Regions from separate parts of the Mus musculus genome. Here region 1 is linked to region 2. The links are chromatin contacts, called in public promoter capture Hi-C maps. All regions are on one chromosome and are shown on one strand. The core of a region is the stretch at or near the end of the contact, and the rest is flanking DNA. Distances in the headings are between cores, read along the strand shown.

Evidence for each region. Promoter capture Hi-C pulls out the DNA fragments that hold promoters and counts their contacts.
Region 1: a contact with region 2 is called in a promoter capture Hi-C map of second pharyngeal arch cranial neural crest, with 2.5 times the contacts expected there. The contact joins the promoter of Rgs22 here to the enhancer-like site in region 2. A contact is called at or near these places in 11 of 39 promoter capture datasets (the 3T3-L1 cell line, cranial neural crest, embryonic stem cells and 7 more) and 2 of 484 Hi-C or Micro-C datasets (both in embryonic stem cells).

Annotation. Positions count from the first base shown.
Region 1 is chr15:36,138,109-36,143,591 of GRCm38.p6, forward strand. It overlaps Rgs22 (regulator of G-protein signalling 22), which reads right to left and starts at 2,292. Exons shown (of 28, transcript NM_001195748.1): 1 at 2,220-2,292; 2 at 1,771-1,799. The coding sequence starts at 2,244.
Region 2 is chr15:35,839,969-35,844,886 of GRCm38.p6, forward strand. Vps13b (vacuolar protein sorting 13B) reads left to right here. Exons shown (of 62, transcript NM_177151.4): 41 at 1-88; 42 at 1,281-1,630. Among named protein-coding and RNA genes, the nearest start is that of Gm41292, 44 kb to the right of the region's middle. Within about 2 kb of position 2,538, at least 7 of the 459 cell types and tissues checked have an H3K27ac peak or open chromatin away from gene starts, as enhancers often do. A contact at or near this core is called in second pharyngeal arch cranial neural crest, where this site is marked.

The sequences.
Region 1 (5,483 bases), core at 1,042-3,541, 300 kb after region 2:
AGGGAGGAAGGAAGGCAGCATGGACAACTGAACAGGAGTGTGCCACTCACCAAAACACAAGAAAACAGTGGAAAGGCAGAATCGGGGGCTGGAGAGCACAGGTGAGGATTCTGAAGAGGTGACACAGGGACACCTGATAGCTCACCAGATTATGTAGAAGCATCAAATGTGTTGTCTGGACACAGACATGGTACAGGAATCTGCAATCCACACAGCATTGAAGCATCTAGATACAAAGTCTGAAGTGATGCGGGGTTGCACACATAGCAAGTTGCGGGCCGCACAGGTTACGTCCTAGCAACACCGAGAGCAGATGTGGGGATGGCATATGGACTTGGGATTCTCAAGAGATGGGGAAGGGTAGAGCTACAGGGGCGAAGGAAGAGCTCACCCACAAACTTCTGGAGAGCAGAGTCCCAAAGATCAATACCTCACAGGAGTGGGGAGAGAAGCTGGGAAGGGAAAAGAAGACTGGGATCAAGGCCTGGAACTCAGCGGGTGCCCAGGGAAGGAGGACAAGTTGAGCACAATCACTCAAATGCTAAGTACTCATAAGACGCCCAGGCTGGATGGCACAGAAGAGGAGGAGCTGGCTCAGATGCCCTCCTGCGTGAAGCACTGAGGCTGAGTGATGGAATAACTTAATTTCCCGTTAAACGGGGTTCGGCCAATATATGGAAGCATTTCTGATGTGCTGTGTGTACCTGTATGTTAGTGTACATAGAAGTTTCTCTTTTCTCCCCCACCCCTCCTCCTCCTGCTCCCACCTCCTACTACTCCTACTATCTGCTGACTTAGCCTTCTCTCTTATGTTAGCCCCAGCTAGACTGTTAACGTTTTTGAGACTTAGACCCAGTATTTAGGACAATACTTTGAATACACAGTCACTCATGTTTGTTGAATGAAAAGCCAAAAGTAAATAGGATAATCAGTCAACAAGAGAAGTGGGTGCTAGAGTATTCACATTAGTAAATACTGGACGCGCTTTGAGCTCCAGCCTCAACGGTGGTAGGAAAAAGGGTTGCCTCTGTGTCTGTCTGTGCCCTGGGGCAAGCTCCTCGTGTAAGCAATATGCTTTCTAGAAGAGTCTCTAAAGACAGCACTCTCCCAAATGATAAATAGATTTGGCAAATATTTAGTATGCTCAATTTCTCCAAAATTCTGACCTGAGAACAATGTCTAGAAAACAATTTAAACACTTACAAATAGATGACTGGTTTCTGTTGCTGTTTTTGTGTTTGTCTGTTTTGGTTGTTTGGTTGATTAGTTTTGGGTTTTTTGGCTTTGTTATTTTATTATTTATTGATTGACTGGGTGGTGTTGTTGTTGTTGAGACAGGGTTTTTCTGTATAGCCCTGGCGGTCCTGGAACTTGCTCTGTAGACCAGGCTGGCCTCAAACTCAGAGAAATCCTCCTGCCTCTGCTGGAGTTTAAAGACCTGAGTGCTACCATGGGGGTGGAGGTGAGGGAGGGCTGGTATTTTTTAAGACAGGATCTCACATAGCCTTGAATTTGCTATGTCACAAAGGATGACCCCGACTCCCAGCCCTTCTTTCCCATCTCTAATGCTGGGGTGAGCAACTTTACCTACTAATGTTTACTGCAACCAGGAGCTGCCCTGCACATCACAACAAAGCCATGGAGACAGCCGGCCTGCCCCCATAGGGACAGCAAGGGTACGGAGAAACTACATGAGGTCTTTTACAGAAGAAAGCTTTAGCCCGAAGAGAATGTAAAAAAAAAGACCCGTTCTCGCCACTGTGTACTCACAAACTCTTCTTCTGTAACTTCTGGCGGCTCTGGAAGGAGACAAAACGTTACCTTTTCGTACTCAGATCTTCCTTTTAGACTAACTGAAATCATCTGCGACAGCCCCTGGCGCTACTGTATATACATATATCCCGGGTGAGCTCAGTAAAATGTTCATTATCCGCACATGGATTACATTTTAAGGTAGGATTCCAGGTGAAGGTGGGGAGGAAAGACCTTTGGACTTTGGCTTGGGACCCACTGTCACCCCAGAGCTAACCTAAGGCCCCCATTTGCAAAAGGAGAGCTTAGCGTGGTTAGCGCACAAGGTAATAGCGACTGCCCTGGGGGTTCGTATAAAAGGCAGGGAGCTGGGGCTGGGGACCCGGGCTTGGGCTGGAGGCTTGGGGCTGGGGTCGAGCGCGGTCCGGGTGCCCGAGCACTGCGGCAGGGCGCCGGGGCCCACCTACCCGCCGAGAGCCGCTTCTCCGGCATCCTGTCGGGGGAACCCAGCTGCCCGGCCCCGCTGTCTGGGGAGCGACTGCCGCCCCACGGCACGCGGCCTGGGGCTGCCCGCTGTTGCCATAGAGCTGGACAAAGCAGAGGCGCCTGGGCCAGGGGTGGCGGCTGGGGAGCGGCCGTTACTGTGGAGATCGCACGGCTCCTGGTGGGGAAGGGCTGTTGCGGGGGCGGGGGGAGCAGATCCTCCCACAGCGAAGGACCGCAGAGCCAGGCCTCAGTTTCCTTAGGTCAGACGCCTGTAGCAAAAGGTTTTTCATAAACGCTGACCACTAGGAATTACCCGAACTGGGGACCACAGATTACAGTTACCCTAAAATGTGTGTTCAGGAAAGGAGTTAGGAAAACAGAGCCCTGTGTACTGTGGCACACACCTGCAATCCTAACAGTTAACAAAAGAAGGCAGGAGAATAGAGTTACAGCTTGTTCTCAGTTACTAAGAGTTTAAAGCCAGCCTGAGCTACAGTAAAGCAAAACCACAAACAAACAAACAAAAAAGAATTTATTTAAATAGAAAAGATAAAAATTTAAACACAATTATTCTAAATACTAAAAATATTTATGTCCCAAAAATAATTTATGTCCCCCCCCCCAAATTTGTGTTTTAGTTGAGATAGGTTCTCATGTAGCCCAGGCTGGCCCTGAACTTCTGATCCTCCTGCCTCCACGTTGCTTGTACAGGTTTTGCAGGTCTTTGCCCCAACCCTGGCCAGAAAATGAAGCTCAAAGTCCCTGTCTGGGAATGGGTATGACTTGGGTGTGGAGTGATAGGGTGGGGTATAGCTCCTGTTAGACATTTGCATTGGAAATACTGCTTCCTAATTGTTTTATAAAACTTATCCCATTCTGTAGTTCTGAATTTCCTCAGTGGTACCAAATAAACCCCAAAGCTAACTGCTTGCCCCTTCCCAGCAGTACTTCCAATGCAAATGTCTAACAGGAGCTATACCCCACCCTATCACTCCACACCCAAATCATACCCATTCCCAGACAGGATCTTTGAGCTTCATCTTCTGACCGGGGTTGGGGCAAAGACCTGCAAAATCTGTACTAGGAAGGTGGAGGCAGGGGGATCAGAAGTTTAAGGCCAGCCTGGGCTACTTGAGAACCTATCTCAACTAAAACACAGATTTTGGGGGGGGACATAAATTATTTTTGGAACATAAATCTTATGACCGTTAAATGATACATCTTCCGAGTAACTCAAAGTTTCCCCCTAGAACTTTCCCTCCAAACCCCACATTCAGGTAAATACTGGATTCAGCCAGTTCTACCTTAACATATTTCTGCATTTGGGCTCTGCTCTCATTTTCCCAAGAGCACCCACACACAGCCTTAGCGCTAGCTCCCATCTGGTCTGCTGTAAAAGCTTCCTAACTTGTCAGTCTTCCAGGCTTAGCTCCCAGCTAGGAGTTCTCTTTAAATCCATTATCCATGCTGAAAGCAAAACCAGCTATCTAAATGCAAATCTGACCTACTTAAAACCCGCCAGTGGCTCCACATTTGACTCCTCAGTGTGGGGCAGGTATTTGTGTGCCCTTAAGACAATGGGTGCCTATATTTCAAGGAAGCAGACACCTGCTCCCTGGTTGTGTTTATTGCTATTGCAGTATGACACAGGAAAAAGACCTAAGTGAAGTGTTTGTTGCCCTTGCCAGACAAAATCCGAAAGCCAAATGAAGCCAAGGGAGAGCAGTGGGAGGGAACAGAAGTGAAGGGAGATGGTCCTCGTGGGCTGCAGCTTCAGCTGCTCACTTTGGCTGCTGCTGTGCAGAGGATGTAAACAGCTCAGCTCCAAGCAGGTACTAGCTGATCTGATGGTGGCCAGGCAGCACGGCTTCCAGGTCTCACATCTATATTTAGGAGGAGAGCTGAGGGGCGGGAGCAATGGCTGGGCAGTCGAGAGCACTAGAGGGTTCAAGTCCAGAACCTGCATGGTGGCTGAGAACTCCAACTCCAGTGGTCCCACCACCTCTTCCTGCATGGATGTAGTATACACGATCAGGCACATACACATAAATAAATGATAAAGAATAGAGCCTAGCGAATCTGACAAGTTGGGTGTAGGAAAGAAACAGGTATTTGGGGATGACTCTTAAAGATTCTTGTCTGAACGCACAGAAGGGTATTGTCATCAGCAGAGATGGGAAGGCTGTTCAGGGCCACTGTCAAGGAAGTCCCTAAACCAAGATTCCCAGTTTGCAGTTGACACAGGACTTCAGAATGTGGGATACGAACTTGAGAGTCAGTATACAATTTGTTTTTCTGCCACAATGGCCTTTTCTTTACCAGGAACATTTCCTCACGTGTGCATGTTCCCATGGACTCCTACCACTGGCTTCTACTCTTGTTTTTGCAAACCCATACCTTAAAGCCACAGTACTATTCCAGTCACTGAGCCAGAAATGCACCTTCTGGGCAGTAAGCTGCCAGGCACTGGAGGCTGCATCCCATGTCAGCCTTTTTCTCTGCATCACACCCACAACCATGACCTGACAGGCTAGTGGCTGCCGGTTGAACTTCTGCAACTCCTCATTTCAGTTACCTGCCTGTGCTCTGCCCACGCATGCTCGTTCTGGCCAGACAAGTTGATAACTTCATCAGTTTAGCATGGACAGTGTCTCACGTTTTGCCCCCTCTTACCAGGAGCCCTGAATGGGAACTTAAATAGAACAGCATTGTTCTTCTGGGTTTGTAGTTTAGAAAACAGATATAGAGAAGGTTTTTTGTTGTTGTTGTTTTGTTTTGTTTTTTTACCCAGACAGCTATTAATACATTTTTCACATTCCAAAGCCTTTGCCCTTAGATGGTGTGCTGACTGGTTTCTTGTCAACTTGACACAAGCTGAAATCATTAGGAAGGAGACAGCCTCAATTGAGAAAATGCCTTCAGATCACCAGGCTGCAGGCAAGGCTGCAGGGTATTTTCTTAATTACTGATTGATGTGAAAGGGCCTAGTCCTTTGTGAGTAGGGCCACCCCTGGGCTGTTTGGTGGTCCTGGGTTTTATAAGAAAACAGGCTGAGCAAGCCAGTAAGCAGCAAGCTCCAAGGCCTCTGCATCAGCTCCTGCCTCCAGGTCCCTGCCCTGTTTGAGGTCCTGACCTGACTTCCTTCGATGATAAACAGTGATGTTGAAGTGTAAGCCAAATAAACCCTTCCCTCCCCAACTTGCTTTTGGCCATGGTATTTCATTTGGAGCAATAGTGACTCCAAC
Region 2 (4,918 bases), core at 1,288-3,787:
CCATGGTTCGTCCCATCCCTGTGCATGTCCTTCCAGTTCGCTCATCTGGAATTCCGTCTTTGCCATCACCTGGACCAACTAGGCACAGGTATGCATCGCTTCAGCATCAAGAGAACACCTACTTAGTGCCATTCATTGTGGTCCTGGGTGAAAGCCTAAAGCCTAAAACCTAAATTCCCCACATGGCATCTCACAGTTCTCAGCATGGGCACTCCAGGGTTACTCTAAAGCTGATATAGTGCAGCAGGTGTGGCCCTACTCCTCAGTGACATATGTTCTAAGAGAATTTTTAAGGAAGTATATTTTGTTTTGTTTTAGCTGCAGGTTTTACTGTTATACCAATTAAAATCTTAAAAAAAAAACATATATTTTCATCTGTATTCTACATTATTGGAAAATAGATCCCAAAAGAACTTGATATTTATGACCTGAGTTCAAGATACCTACTCTATAAAGATGGGCACATTCTCATTAAATTACAAGACTCATATTTTTACACATTTAAAAGGAATATAAATAAATCCCCATGTAGCAAAAGTAGGCTCCTTTAAATTCCCAGTGTTATTTGAATAATTATTTCTCAAGTGTTGCATTTAGTCTCAACCCTTTTCTAGTTAATTCAGTTTGATTTAGGTTTTTTCTTTTTTCTTTCTTTCTTTTCTTTTCTTTCTCCCCCCCCCCCCCCCCCCCGGTTTTTCGAGACAGGGTTTCTCTGTGTAGCCCTGGCTGTCCTGGAACTCACGCTGTAGACCAGGCTATCCTCGAACTCAGAAATCCACCTGCCTCTGCCTCCCAAGTGCTGGGATTAAAGGCGTGAGCCACCACTGCCCAGCTTGATTTAGGTTTTAGGTTCTCAACTGACATGTAATGGAGAAGGTGAGATTAAACTCATTTTAGCTGCTGTTAAGCATCTTCTTTTCAGCAAGAATAGAGTTGAAGCATTTTCTAGAGTCATGTTTCTGTTGCTTTAGAGATTTTGTTAGTAGACAGAGATTTAGATGGTTGTCTTCTCTTATTCATTACTGGGATCAAACGTTTTTTATCTATGGAAGTGAAAATAACCTTTGAGCAATATGCGTTTGAGACCTGATTGAACAAAACAGTGTATTTTCGGATGTCAAATGGTACTTCAAAAAATTTAACATTTTAAAGCAATTGTTTAAATCTATTAATTTCAAGTACTAAATTTAAGAACAAAGTGAATCATTTAAACGTCACCTCACTTGTTTCCATGAAGTATTGACACATCTTAATTGCCACTTTTCTTTTATTCTTAAAAGCTTCACCACAGTACCTACAGCCATTCATTTCTGATAAAAATGTGCCATCTGAACTGGAATACATGATCATTTCCTTCAGAGAACCAAACCTGCATCTTCGGCAGTGGAACAGTGGTCCTGTCTGCCAGGAGATCAAGTTCTCATCTCAGATGGATTGTAAACTTCTGGAATGCAGAAACGTCACGATGCAAACTGTGGTGAAACCCTTTGGCATCTGTGGACAGATGGCACTTTCCAGTGATGGCGTGCAGAAGCTGCTGGACTCCACCGTGATAGTGGACTCTGTGCTTGTCAACTTCGGGCAGCATGTAGTTCATTCCTTAAACACTGCAATACAAGCGTGGCAACAGGTATGCACACCCCAGAAGCATTTATAGTTTGGCTGCATGCGATCTTTTTACTGTACACTCCGTGTTACCACTTAATTATAAGTTAAACCCAAACCCAAATGTGAGGGATGAAGGGTTTGAGGGCACCACTTTGTTTAGAAAAAGTGATGCAAGTGTTCTCTTTACAAAGCTCTGGACACTGTGGCTTGACACTGATCAGAGTCATGGCATCTGCTTAGATAAGTGATGCAGAGTTCTCTCTACAGACTCTGGAGACCGTGGGTCCACACATGTGTCAAGGTCATGCCATCTATTGAGGGCCCAATCGACCATATCTGGGTGGAGAGTAACTTATTCCCAAGACTTTTTTTTTTTTAATGTTGTGGTTCTATTTAACTAAAGCTTCAACTTTGGTAGGTACCAGACTGTCTGAATGTCCACTGTAGAAATTAAGGACTTAAATTAAGCTTTCTAGATTTTCAAACAAAAACATGAATGAGCCATGGCCTAGAACCTGGAAGCAGAGCATTCTTGGTTTTCCTTTGCAGACATCCTATCTTTTTGATTCACTAGAAAGCACTGCAGAATGGATTCTTATATTCATAGAGAATTGTAATAACTTTACTGTTTTTCTTGTATCTTTTATAAGAAATTACTCACATTAGAAAATAGATAGACTATAAACTAATGGTGAATGGCATACTTAAAATGGAAAATGACCTGTGTCTGCAGAATGGAAACAGTCCCACAGAGTATTTGGATGATTACACAATAAATCCCTTCTGCATTTGTGCTGATTTTCATTATTGCCTTCACATTTAGTCACCAGTTACGCTAAGACCTGTGTCGCCATTTTGTGCGTACTCACACACAGTTGTAGAGACGGCTTCCCAGAGTGAGTCTTGTCTGAGTTCTTTCAGCAGCAGGCACTAGAAGCTATGGGAGGGTGTTTGCTCCTGGAAAGAACCTTCCTGGGGACAAGGAGGAGAACTTAGGGGGGATTTTATGAGAATATCTTGAGGATCTTTATGGAAACAATTTTATGAAATAAATAGTTCTAAATTTTCAAGTTCTCTAACCTAAAATGTTTATGAGAATTAGATTTTACAGACATAAAATTTAACGTTTGCTTTATATGCATGAAGACCTATAGAAGACTAAAGAATTAATTGCTTAACGTGGTACTGCAATAGCAAAGGGAAAGAAGATAACACATCTGGTTTGTATTTGAAGTCTTTTTTAAGGGCATTCCATGGTTTTCATGTTGCAAAGGACATGCGTAAAATAAGAGCTAGTGTGATCGAAATCTTTGCAGCTGGTTCAAATAGCAATGTGAAAAAAAAACTTCCATAGCTCCAATTTCTAGCTTCAATTTTTTTCTGAACAATGCATTTAATAAAAAACAAACGTAGAAAATAGAGAATTCTTGATAGAACATTAAAATCCAGGACATTTTTGTCTTAGTATCAGAGCTTTATAAGCAAACTCATATGTAGCAACTACTGCAAAATGGCCTTCAAAATATCAGTTTCTTACAGAGAAAAAATATTCTCTTAGACACAGCTATACACATAAATAAAATCTGGTACATAAACATTCAAATGTCCTAAACCTCGTCAGACTGTGAATGCCCGGCTAGCACAGTGCCTTGAAAGGATAGGCCATTAAGTAGAGCCATGTGTCACACAGCAGATTGCTGACAGGTACATTCTATGAATAGTTGCTTCTGATTTATACAGGAATTTGGCAATGTTAACATGAGCCACAAGAGGATATGCTTCTGTAATTGTTGCTATAATTTTCTTGTTTCCTCCCCTGTCAAGGGTACTTGCCACCAAGTTTTAATATGGTAGGCATTGGACCCTGTGTATGCTAAAGTAAATATGAAAGTATACTACTTTGAAATCAGAGGACGTTTGCCATTGAAACAGGCTGATAAAGGCTTCTGTGCTCATTTTTTTCTGTCCTGAATGTGATTTATTGTCTCTAGAAAGAAGTTTATTCTGAAACTTGAATTTTATTATATGTTTAATAATGCTGACATATACTATAGTTATTTACAATGAAAATAAATTTAATGAGTAGAATAAAACATTTGAGTTCTCCATCTAGTTTTTAAAATCATATTATCAGGTATGAAACAGTTTGGTCCTTTACTGTCACGTCATAAGTTCAAACTTAACATCGCCTTTCATTGGTTCTTGATTTCTATGGTTATAGAACACTCTCTCCCGACCCCCCCACATGCATACATTTGTGTGTATGTGTGTATACCACTTTTTTTTTTTTTGGTTTGTTTTCTGTGTCAATTTTCCTGGTTTGAGCAAAATAACATTTAAAAAGAGGTACACTCACATCTCTTATTTAACAAACGTACAGATAACCATGTAGTTGCTTCTTCAACATGATATTAACTTAAAGTATGAATAAGCCATCTTTTAACTACAAATTCTTACAAGCATTCTAGGACTCAGTGTAGATGATGTCATATAAAGGAGTATAAGCTTTTTAATATAACAGAATCTAAAACATTCCAAGAAATGTTGAAGTTTATTATAGTTATAATACATTCCATAGATGAAGAAACATTTGAGAAACATCTGAAGACCTCAAATGTTCTTTAGAAAAATATAAGCAACCCCCTTTTGTTCCTTAATTTATATTTTCTTCCTTAAACCCTCATCAGTTTTAGGGATGAGGAGAAGATGTGATTTTTTTCAACCTCTAGCTGATAACTTAACATCTGTGTTAAGATTGATCCCAATTCATTGTGAAAAGTACACTTTAACCTCAGGATGTATAACTGAGTGGGAATTGGAGCCGTATCCTCTCCTTCATGGTTTTACTCTCTCATGGAAAGGAGACAGAAAGGCTTACAAGGAGTGTAGTTTATTTTGATTATATTTTGATTATATAATACCAAGTGGAAAAATCTCATCAAAACTAATTACACACTGTGATTCTAGTTGATTAAAGGTTTTAGATAAATACATTAAGTAGGATTGGATAAAGTAGGCACATAGCAACAGCCAGGAGATTCAGAAGGGGAAGAAAAAAAAAGATTGCCTGAAGAATTTCATTCCAACTGTGACTGGCAGTTATATCTGAGCATAAAAATTGGATATTTAAGTTCACTTTTAAAATAGTTTTTAGTTTGTACAAAGTCACATGCTTTACCAATGTTATTATTAGAGTTAGGCTAGGGTGTGTTTCATTGGCCAAGTGCTTCCCTGCTCCTAGCCTTGAGCTCACCTCCTAGCACAGTTAGAAAACAAAGATTTGTTTTTGTTGTTTGTTTGTTTGTTTGTT